Regions from separate parts of the Xenopus laevis genome. Here region 1 is linked to region 2. A link is a contact called in public Hi-C data. All regions are on one chromosome and are shown on one strand. The core of a region is the stretch at or near the end of the contact, and the rest is flanking DNA. Distances in the headings are between cores, read along the strand shown.

Region 1 (5,729 bases), core at 1,470-3,969, 59 kb after region 2:
ACTGAAGCCATGGTCAGCAAAAGTAATACAACAGGCTCATATTTTGCTTTATACTCCCATGAAAGTGTGGGAGTCGAATAGGATTTCCATAGGAGATAACATGGACCGTTATGCTGTATTTTTTTTGTAGGTTTTAGGCAATTAGTATCATCCTGGGCAGAAATAGGGACCTGGGCTGGTTTACAATTTTCCTGAAGTGTAGGTGAGTAGGGTTAGCATGTGTTTTAACTTTCAAAAGATCTGAAAGTACAATACCTGGAAGCTAAAAAAGAGCAGGTGCTTGCCATTGTGGCGAAGCTATTTAATGGTATACATTCACCATCCTAGTAGGACCCTTTCGATTTGCCAAACACTGTATCCAATAGCATTGTCAGAAAGAGGGTTGAATGAGTGAGTGGTTTTATAGCAAACATATGACCCACAACTGCAATTTGGAACATATTTATCAAAGGGTCAAAAGACAGTTCTTTGGCAAACTGTGTCAAAATCCCTTAGAGGAATATGTACTTCTGTTCTTAACTACAAGTCAACAATATCCGTTGTCCTTTGTAACTGTTTCTTGATCCAGATTGCCATGTAAAACACTACAGGCACTCACACTGTAAGCACTCCAAGACCAGCCGTTTTCCATACCACTGTGGAACCTTCGACTTTGCCAAAGTACATAGTTAAGGTGTTATACTTGGATGTTTTCAGCTGTATAAAGAAACCTGCAAATATGACTTTAACTCTTCCTACAATTCTTTCTTCCTTGGATTTTGTCCCCATAAACTACTTTACAAGCTTGCGGAGTAAATGAGTCAGAGTACATTTTTAATGAACAATTTAGTGTAGGGCCAAACCACTAAGCCATTTCTTTCAAAGGCATGCTATATCGGTCAGGAGTTGAAAAAGCATCATTAACTGTATGGGACAGTTACTAAGCACATGCTTCCTAAACGAAATAAACCAGCATAATATGGTATTATAATATTTAATGGGAGTGGTAAGGGTTTATTGCAAATAAGGGACACATAGTCATAAGGTGCAGGCAACCGATTTAATTGAGATTCAAAACTTCTTTGCATTTCTAAGTTGTACAGTTAAGTCACAGAACATTTGATTAGATTACCAATAGATTATACCAATAACAGTCTGACTGGTAAAGAAAGTAAATAGAAGCTTTTTGCCAAACAGCAAATTAGAATGTGTAGGCATGAGTGTATAGGGACAAGAGTCACGAGACATAGAGGCATACTTATTATGGTAACATAAGGCTAGGGAAACACATATCTAAACACTTTGCAATAGAGCACAGTTATATTATATATAATATATATATATATATATATATATATATATATGGAAGAAGGGCATAAGGAACGCACAACCACATGTCCATGTTCGCCCTGGGTGCCAGTCAAAAGTATATATAATAAAAATTGCAGCAGGCGACGGCACTCCTAGGAATTTTACCAAACTTTTGTTTCCCTGACGAAGGTTCCGGTTAGGAACCGAAACGTAGGATTTATTAAACCTCACCTTTGATTCATACCACTGTTGTTTTGGTGAAATTCCTAGGAGTGCCGTCGCCTGCTGCAATTTTTATTATATATATATATATATATATATATATATATATATATATATATATATATATATATATATATATATAGTGAATAAAGTACCCCCTCTTGTAAATTATAAGGATATTATAAGTTACTGATGAGTTTCATGACCATATAAAAACACAGGCCGAAGGCCGAGTGTTTTTATACAGGTCATGGAACTCAGAGCTAACTTCTAATATCCTCATATTTTGCAACTGGGGGTACTTTATTTATTATAATACATAAGTTTCAGTGAGTCATGTGACAGAAATGACATCAGAACTCACCGTTTATAACTGATGACATCAGAACTCACCGTTTATAAGGATATAATTTACAAGATATTCATGGCTTTATATATATATATATATATATATATATATATATATATATATATATATATATATATATATATATATATATATATATATATATATATATATACACACGCACAATTTGGAATAAAGCATTCCCAGGCCAGCACTTCCCTTATTAATAAATCAAGTGATTTTATTTTTCACACATCACAGTGCTCCAATGTTTCGATCCCTCTTGGGACCTTTTTCAAGATATAATAAATATATATATATATAAAATAATAAATTAGCAGCTGCTGGTTTGAGGGAAAATTGTAATTACATCTAATTACAACTACTGCCAATACCCAGACTACACTCAGGCGTTATGATCATCTAACATTTTGAAATATCTATGCATCCCTAATGTTCATTCATACATATATGGACACAAAGCAGTCATAAGTTACATATGCAAGATCCATGCACAAGAAGATGCCCACGCCTTTACAATAATCATTGCAAATTCCATTTACATGTGTGCACAATGATTGAATTTGAATTCAGTAAGCAAGTTGTACTTGAGTTTCATATTGAGTTAATTTCACACAAAAAATACACTTCCCGTTTCTGAATCTATTTTATAAAGCCAGTGAAAGTATCTGATGTTTGTACTTTGAACTGATAGGAGATATCATATCCAACAGAATTCTAGCTACAAATGGTAGACTCACATGTACCTCTATTACAATGCCACCTACTGACAGGATGAAAAATTACCATTGCTAAATGATTTGAAAGAGCAGTAACTACGCAACTCAGGGGGGGGGGGCAGCTAATCCAGGAAATGTAGCATGTCTGGCCCCGTTTAACATATATAAGCCATCGGGCCCAGGACGATTGTATCCCCAGTGCCCCCCTGATAGTGGCCCTGTGTGCCAGTGACACTCCCAAAAAAAAAATCCAAGAGGTCTGTATAAGACCTGCATCATTACTGTTAGAGCACTACTGAACCTTTAGATTAATGCATTAAGTTCAGTATATAAAATACTTAATTTCTACACATTTTTAGCGTTTAGCTGTCCTTTAACTGATGATGCCACTAAGCACAATGTATAAGGATATATTTCATTGTGAGGCTTTGAAAAACTATATCTCTTACTGGTTTTCATCATTCAAAATGCTGGACCCTAACAGTACTCCTCCATTCATACCCACCTCTCCAACAAAATGGTAGTGCTTGTGACATACGAATGAAAAATAAAGCATCACCTTCAGCTGAAACAGATTCATTGTAACTTTAGTTGAATAAGGCATGGTTCTGATATCGCCAAAAAATGTAAAATTATATATAAGTCATATGAGATGACAAATCCTTGATACATATCGGTGTATTTAGAGAGCAATTGCTACAAAGACAGATGAACCAACAGTCTGGCAGGGAGGAATGCACTAAGCCAAAGTCATTTTGCAGTCTCTACTGCAGTGCAGAGTGCTTTAACTGTCTTTATGAGCACAGGTGGACCAATCACTTGTGGCTTAGCCATTTTAACAGATGCACTTGTGCTAATTATATCACTAATCAGCAACCCTTTTAGGGCTATGACCCAAATTTTCCTCCCCAGTTTCTATGACTCAACATAATGATTCTTTGCAACAATGCTAGTGCAGAGATCAAGAGAACAGTGCTATTTAAAACTCAGTGCAGAGATACAGAGGTCAACAGTGTTATGTGTTCAGATCTATCAGAGATTAGAATAAGCAAGTATATTAAAGCAAAGCAAGCCCATGGGTAATCCCGCTTGCAACACCAAATTGGTCAGTGGCAGAATTTAATGAGACATTAGGCAAGTGTGCTTGCTGTCTGCTCATGGGTGTCAAGAAAAATCTGAAGTGAATACTATCTTCATACACTATACAGTTTAATCCTTAAAATCCACAGTGGTTATTTGTCCAGGGTGATTAAGTGTTCATTGTTTTAGGAACAGCTGGTACTTAAAATCTTTCACATATCGAGGGTACCACACAACATTTGCTGTATGCTCCTCTCATTTCATCGCCAATTTACTAAAAGCCAAAGAGGACAATTCGTTAGTGAAAAAGCTCAGCGCTAGAAAAGTTTTGCACCATTTTGCCAGGCAAATTTTCGCTCAGGAAAACAATACGTTTTCCCCAGAGTCTGTTTCGCCAGGCGAATTGATAAGATGAAGCTACATTCTCAACAATATTATGTCAGTGACATCATATCCTGAATGCCAAAAAGTTATAGTTAGTTAGCCAAAAATGTAAGCTATAAAGGCTGGAGTTAATGAATATCTAAAATAATAGCCAGTATACTACTTCCTCCTTTGTAGCTCTTAGTCAGCGACTTGAAGTGGGCCACATGGGATATAAGGCTAGTGCCACATGATGCGGATCTCAGCCTGCGGAGAAACAAATGCAAAGAATCCATTCCTCTGCTGCTCCTCTGCCTGCACCCACAAACATTGCCTCTGCTCTGGTGCAGTCATTCGTGAATTTTGGAACGAAATTTAATATCTCGCAATTTAGCACCAAAATCCAACATGTCTGCCTGCACCTGAGTTTAGGAAATGTATATGGGTGCAGACAGAGCAGCAGCAGAGGAGCAGATTCGAAGCCTGAGCTCCGCAGGTAACTAACAGCTGGGAGCCCTGGTGCATGCTGTGCAGCCGGGGCCCCCCACCACCCCGGGGCCCCACCACCACCCCCCACCACCACCCTCTGGGCTGACCTCCTCTGTGTGTAGAGTTGCCACCGGCCTGGTCGGTAAAAATGTTGTGTGATTGCAATGTTAAGTATAGGGAAACACCATAAAAACATAGGAAGGCCGGTATTTATTTCTAGAAAAGGTAGCAACCCGATCTGTGTGTATTCGCATGCAGGTTGATCATATTCAAATCAGTGGAGCAGGGGCAGGGAGCAGATTAGGGTTGCCACCTGTCCGCTTTCCGCATTCCACCTGGACAGCCAGGATTTTGGAAGGGCTGTCCGGGTTAAAAGTACCTGTCCAGATTTACAAATTAGGAAATCCGGACAGGATATTGAAGTTAATGACATGGCAATCAACCAATTGCTAACTGCCATGTCATCAGTCCCGCCCCTCAAGTCATCAGCCCCCAACATCAACAGCACCAAACCGAAAAGGTGGCAACCCTAGAGCAGCCTGAGAGCAGCTGGAGCCTTCAGCCTGTGTGCCCCTAGCCTAAGGTTCAAAAGCAAACTAAGGGAACAGCTATGTCAAATGTGCCCCCCCCTCTCCAAGATTAGATTTTGGCAAACTAACTACATTAGAATTTTTTTTTTTTGCACAGACTATTTATTAATCCAGCTTTGATTTTTACACTGAACTCTACCTTTAACACTTCTCTCAAGATGATTATAGAAATGAGTGGGAAGTCAAGATGTAGCCTTTCGCATCCCCGACACATATTTGACAGAAGCCCTTAATATCCAGCTACATCTCTCATAAATATTGTATTGGCCTGCTCTGCTCATTTTTCATGCTAATTATATTATTACTGTATTAGTAGTCTGTCAAATACAAGAACCACATTAAATCCAGGAACAGTGGGTACTATTACACATTTGAAACATTTAAAGAAATAGTATTGCACAATCCTAGAAACAGAACATTATTATCAGTAATGTCCAAATGTAGTTTATTGCTGTATTTGTTTATATGCAGGGTTTCATTTTCTATATGAAATTTTTTAATATGAGCATAATGTTATCAGCTAACACTGCTATTTTTTTACTTATTCTAATGCCAAAATGATCTACATTTCTGGGTTTCTGAATTGTTTAAAGGGACACAACGTAAAAG
Region 2 (5,755 bases), core at 2,455-4,954:
TTTTGGTAATTGTTTATATCAGGAAATATATTCATATACAATATATATATATATTAGGAAATGCATTCACTGTAAAAGCAATGCCAGTGCAATTTAGTATTGGTTTATTTTGAGATGCATAACACTAAATGTTCCAGACCACAAGGTGCAGGTAACAAAACATGGAATACAATTGCATTATAAGGGATATGAATATCCTGTAAACAGATATCCTTATTAACATTGTTTTCCTTCCTTGATTTGTGAGAAAAAGTTATGCAATTTCATATGCATATGCAAATTAGGATTCGGATTTGGTTTGGCCAGACAAGAGGATTCAGCCGAATCTGAATCCTGCTGGAAAAGGCGAAATCATGGCTGAATCCCGAACTGAATCCTGGATTCAGTGCATCCCTAATAAGAAGTCACCTTGGAGTTCCATGCTTTTATATGGTCATGGAACACCTTATAATATCCTTATATTTTAAAATAGGGGGTACTATTTTAATATATAAGCCCATCTATTTAGTTAATATTTAAGCCCAGCTTGTTAGTCTTTATACTATGCAACAATAAATATGGGAATGTTAAAGTGGACCCGTTACATAAAAAAATTATTCAAAATCCTATTTTATAAAATCAGTCAATCAAAATTAACTTTAATTACACTATATACATTTTTGAATCTTGTTGTCTTCAGTCATAATTATCGCAAGCAGGAAGGAGCCATTTTGTGGACACTGTTATTAAGGCAAGCCTTGTATCATCTCAGAATTTTGTTTGAGAATGGGGGACCTGATGTCCATCCCCATGCCCTGGCTACACAATTAAATGGTGAAAAGATTGAGGAAATGTGTGGAGAGCAGTGACATCTAAATGCTGAATGGAAAGTGAAAGTAATTGTCTGCCTCGTCTCTACGCCTAAGGCATAGAGGAAGGGCAGACAATATTTGATTGACAGCTGAGATTTTTAAATGAGCTTACAACAGCCATGAATGCTTTAATAAAAAATAGAAATTGTATTTAATGTTTAAGTTGAAAAGGACTTTTATTATACAGCTTTTTGTGTCTGGATGACAGGTCCACTTTAAATAGCATGTTTCCTACCAAGTGGTTGAGAACTCCATTTTGCAACATAGTCTATAATGTATCAAGATATAACCAGATGATAGGTCCAGCAGTGAGGGAAACAATGTGACATTAATTGATATAATCTCTAAACAACAGAACAGTTACATTAAAAAAAACACCAGTGGTAAAACATATGCGTCGCTTTGTTTTTCTGAAGTTCTTAGAAGTTTCCTCTTAAGGCAACTTCAGCAAAAGCAAAGCACAACATGTGTTTTACCACCAGTGATTTGGAGGATATTAGTTGCCTGCAGCAGAGGAGATTTTTAGCGGATGACTAATCTATTTATGTTATTGCCCTTAGGTAATTATAAATAAAAACAAAAAGGTTTATTACTCAATATTTTTAAACACTACCTTCCCCCACATCTATTTAAACACTGGCAACAAACCATGGTTCTAGGCCAGTGCTGTTCAACTTCTGTAGTACTGAGGGCCTTTTCTGGTCTACGTGGTGGAGGGCCGTTAATGGGAGCCAGTGTAGACCACTGCCAGTTTTTAAACCATACCCACTTTAAAAGCAGTATCTGCCTTGGACTTGGACTGGGATTTCTTATGGTACGTAAAACCACCCTCCTCAACATCAGTAAAAAGTAAAATGTACTTTTTAACCAGGATCCATTCAGACAGGTTCGAAACTCTGTCAGGGCAAGAACTGCATCAGCTCGTTAATACAGTCCTCACCAAGATTGACACTTTGGTTAATGACAGGGATACAGGCAAACAATCGGATCAACTCGATATCACCCACTCCAAGCTGGGCATATCGGGAACGATGTTCTTGTTTGGCAGCTACTTCCCAACAGCATTCCTGAATGGAGTTGTTTCTATGAAACAAAAGTTGGTTCCATTAACCAAATCCCTTGCTGAGAGAGAGAATGTGTGAAGTATATATTAGTTTGCAAAGCCCCAAAGCAATTAGCCATTTGGTGGTTCACTATGATGAGAATGAACAGGGACCCAGGACCCAATACTCTAAAGGGACATGGACACCTAACATGTACATTGCATCAACCAGCAAGAGAAACAGGGGTATAAGAAGGAGAAATAATTTCAATGTGGCCTCTGCACACCCCTCTGTCTGCCTGACACTTGTGCTTGACACCACAGTGTCAGGCTCTGCTGGGATTCAAGCCAGGGACCTTTTGGTTTTTGGCTTTGCACCTTAACCATTGGGCCAGGTTAGCAGTCTGCAGGGTTGCTCAATATCTATTACCTGGCCTTTTCAGCTATAGCCCAGCAGCAGCCTGATTGGTGGTTTGGGGTCTGCCAATCAGGGCTGACCCTGCCCTATATAAAGGCAGTCCTCCTCACCTGAGCATTGGCTACCTATACTAGCACTGTGGCATCGCCCCTAGCTAAAGGTTCCTGCTATAGCCTCCTTGCCTTGTTACCTTGACTTATTTTGATCCTATCTTGCCCTAACCTTATTTTATTTAGATCAAAATAGGGATTCTGCCTATGACTAAGTGCTGGGTAAGCATGAAACGCATGAAAAGCATGAAACGCGTTAGGCGTTAGAGGGATTACTATACATGTTTTTTAACTACTGATGTGAATAAAATATATTTTTTTATTGAATAGCATGTTTTGGAGAAATTATTGAGATTGTGGTCTAACCTTATTTTGCCTTGTTCTTACCTGACCTGACCTTTCCTGGCCTTGCCTCTCCTGCTTTCCAGTCTGCTCCCAATCCACGCTCACACCATCCTTGTTCCTATCTAGTCTGCTCCTGTCTCCCGTTCAGATTTTATGCCCTCATCACCCTGTTCCTGCCTTTTCTTTGCCGTGTCCCCTTAGGCACATACAGCTCCTGCATCAAGGACTCACTCTTTCCTCGTCAACCTCCACAGTGCCCCCTACCTAACCCTTGACAGAATGCTCAGGCCACAAGGGTCTGCAAAGGCTGTTCCTGTGCCTTCGGGCCTGATTCGGTACTCTATTTTGACTCGCAGATACTGTAATCTTCCTAGAGGAAGTACTGCTCCTGTCCAAGAAAGAACACTTTTGAGTGCTCCCCCAGTTGAGCAAGTTTCTAACATAATTTTCTTCCTGATAGAAGGTAAAGCTATATTCTGAGCAGAGAACTTACTGAGAATTAGATCCCCTTTAATCTATAATACTGCTCAGTTTCTGCTGGCTTTTCTAGATGAATTTGATCCTGATCTAGGGCCGGCTATCCGCCAGCAATCTGCTTCAGTTTCCGGGCCTGCTACCACTCAGCTGTCTATCTTAATTCCCAGGCCGGCTACTCCTCAGCTTTCTATCTTAGTTCCCAGGCCAGCAACTCCTCAGCTGTCTGCCTCAGTTACCGTGCCGGCTACTCCTCAGCTGTCTGCCTCAGTTCCTGGGCCGGCTACTCCTCAGCCTTCGCTGCAAACAGCTCCAGAGGGGCTTTCCCAACAGCCTCCACTTCCTACAGCTCTAGTGGGACTTCCCTAGCAGCCTCCACTGTCCACAACTCCAGTTGTGCTTCCCCAGCAGCCTCTGCTGCCTACAGCTCCAGTGGGGCTTCCCCAGCAGCCTCTGCTGCTCACAGTCCTAGAGCCGTTCCCCCAGCAGCCTCCGCTGTCTACAGCCACAGAAGGGCTTCCCCAGCAGCTGTCCCCTGTACCGGCTCCCCAGCAGGGTCTGCTGCCTCTGAATACAGTACCCCCAGGAGTGGGGCTTTTGCCGTGTCCTGTGCCCTCATGAGTGGGGCTTCTGCTTTGTCTTGTGCCCTCAGGAGTGGGGCTTCTGCCGTGTCCTTTGCCCCCAGGAGTGGGGCTTCTGCCGTGTTCCTATACTAGCACTGTGGCATTGCCCATAGCTAAAGGTTCCTGCTCTAGCCTACTTGCCTTGTTACCATGCCTTATTCTGATCCTGTCTTGCCCCAACCTTATTCTGCCTTGTTCTTACCTGACCTTGCCTCTTATGCTTTCAAGTCTGCTCCCTATCTACACCTGCACCGTCCTATCCTTCTGTTCCCGATTTACGCCCACACCATCCTTGTTCCTGTCTAGTCTGCTCCTGTCTCCCATTCAGATTCTATGCCCTCATTACCCTGTTCCTGCCTTTTCCTTGCTGTGTCCCCTTAGGCACATACAGCTCCAGCCTCAAGGACTCACCCTTTCCTCATCAACCTCTACAGCACCCCCTACCTAACCCTTGACACGCAGCTTGTTGTACAAGATGGATAACCAATACCCATGCATTCTTACATTCTGCATCAGAGTGAGCAATCTACCATGGTGTGTTTCCTCAAAATACACCTGGATAAAAGGAAGTGAGTGCTGGGTATTAATATTTCCCAAATCACCCCCAAGAGCATGTCACAAATTCAATTGCTCTAGCCCCATAGTAGTTGATGTAAGTGACACTTTTTGGATTCCAACCAGTGCCCTTCAGTAAAATTAATCCAGAAAATTAATCACAGCAGATCTTTTTTTCTTTTTGGTCTGACCATAATCAGCACAGGGAACAATGAACAAATATACCAAAGTTGGAGAAGAAGGGGTGGAGAAATGAGAACAACTAAAGAAAGAATGGGGACACAAAGGTTCGGACATAGCACGAGACAGGAAGGGGAAAGGGGGTTTAGAAGGGGAAAGGGGGTTGATAGGACAGAGGATGAAGTATCAGGGAATAGAGAAATACTCTTGAAGCGATCAGGACTCTGTGATATTATAGAGGAAACCAACACAATTTTAAACTTACCATGTGTACCGGAATATTATACATGAAACTGGTACTGCAAGTATGCTGTCATGTGTTCCAGAGGCATTATACATTAAATTGGCACTGTATTTATCGTGCCTTGTGTTGAGGATGAATAATGCATGAATTTGGCACATTGCATTCATTTAGGACATAATTTTTCCTACCAAATGTTGTGAGTAATCTAAATTAAACTTTAAATACTATATCTGTTATGTCAGTACCCATTGCCTCTCATTTCATATAACATACATTACATCCCATGTCTTTTACTGTTTACTCTTCTAAAGATCCCATTTCTAATTACTCATTTTTTTTTAAATGCTATTTCATTACAATATGCAATTGGGTTGCTATTGTCTATAGTTCTCAGTACATCATGTTATAGGGATGCCACTTGTCTTTCCTATCATTTCAGTTGGCACATAACACTACTAGAAGTAATAACAGTTGACCAGGGCAGCTCTAGGCAGGGCATATATTTGACTTGTTGGAAAGGTGACATCTGGTGATGGAGCCATGCTGACTGACACTGAGCCTTTCCATTCTACTGCCGTTTATTGCTGGAGCTTTTATGGCTTTGTAATTAATTATACATCAGCTATTTCTTTTCCCTGAATCATATCTTTTAGCTCAAGAATTGTGGATTATACTAATTACTTTAAACTACGAAAAATGCATAACCTATTATGCATTAAAACAAAGAAAACAGTTTGTCATCTAAAAGCTGCCAGGATCATATAAAAGTCCAGTTGTACTGTTTTCTTTAAAGGAGAACTATTGCAAAAAAAAGGAAAATTTAATATAAGCTTTATCACACTAAAATAAGAGGTTTATTCAAATTTCTGATTTTAAATTAAGTTAATAAATGATTTTTTTTTGTTAAAGTGTGTGTGACCTATAAAATGGGCATGGTCCCTTTGGTCATATAAGCCAAATTGACCCTGAGATG

The links. Hi-C and Micro-C count contacts between places; a contact is called where the count stands out from the background.
Region 1: a contact with region 2 is called in a Hi-C map of the XL177 cell line, with 2.0 times the contacts expected there. The contact joins two enhancer-like sites.

The regions. Positions count from the first base shown.
Region 1 is chr8L:46,756,347-46,762,075 of Xenopus_laevis_v10.1, forward strand. No RefSeq gene overlaps it. Among protein-coding and RNA genes, the nearest start is that of bcorl1.L, 15 kb to the left of the region's middle. Within about 2 kb of position 2,720, at least 2 of the 7 cell types and tissues checked have an H3K27ac peak or open chromatin away from gene starts, as enhancers often do.
Region 2 is chr8L:46,696,332-46,702,086 of Xenopus_laevis_v10.1, forward strand. No RefSeq gene overlaps it. Among protein-coding and RNA genes, the nearest start is that of LOC108698908, 25 kb to the left of the region's middle. Within about 2 kb of position 3,705, at least 1 of the 7 cell types and tissues checked has an H3K27ac peak or open chromatin away from gene starts, as enhancers often do.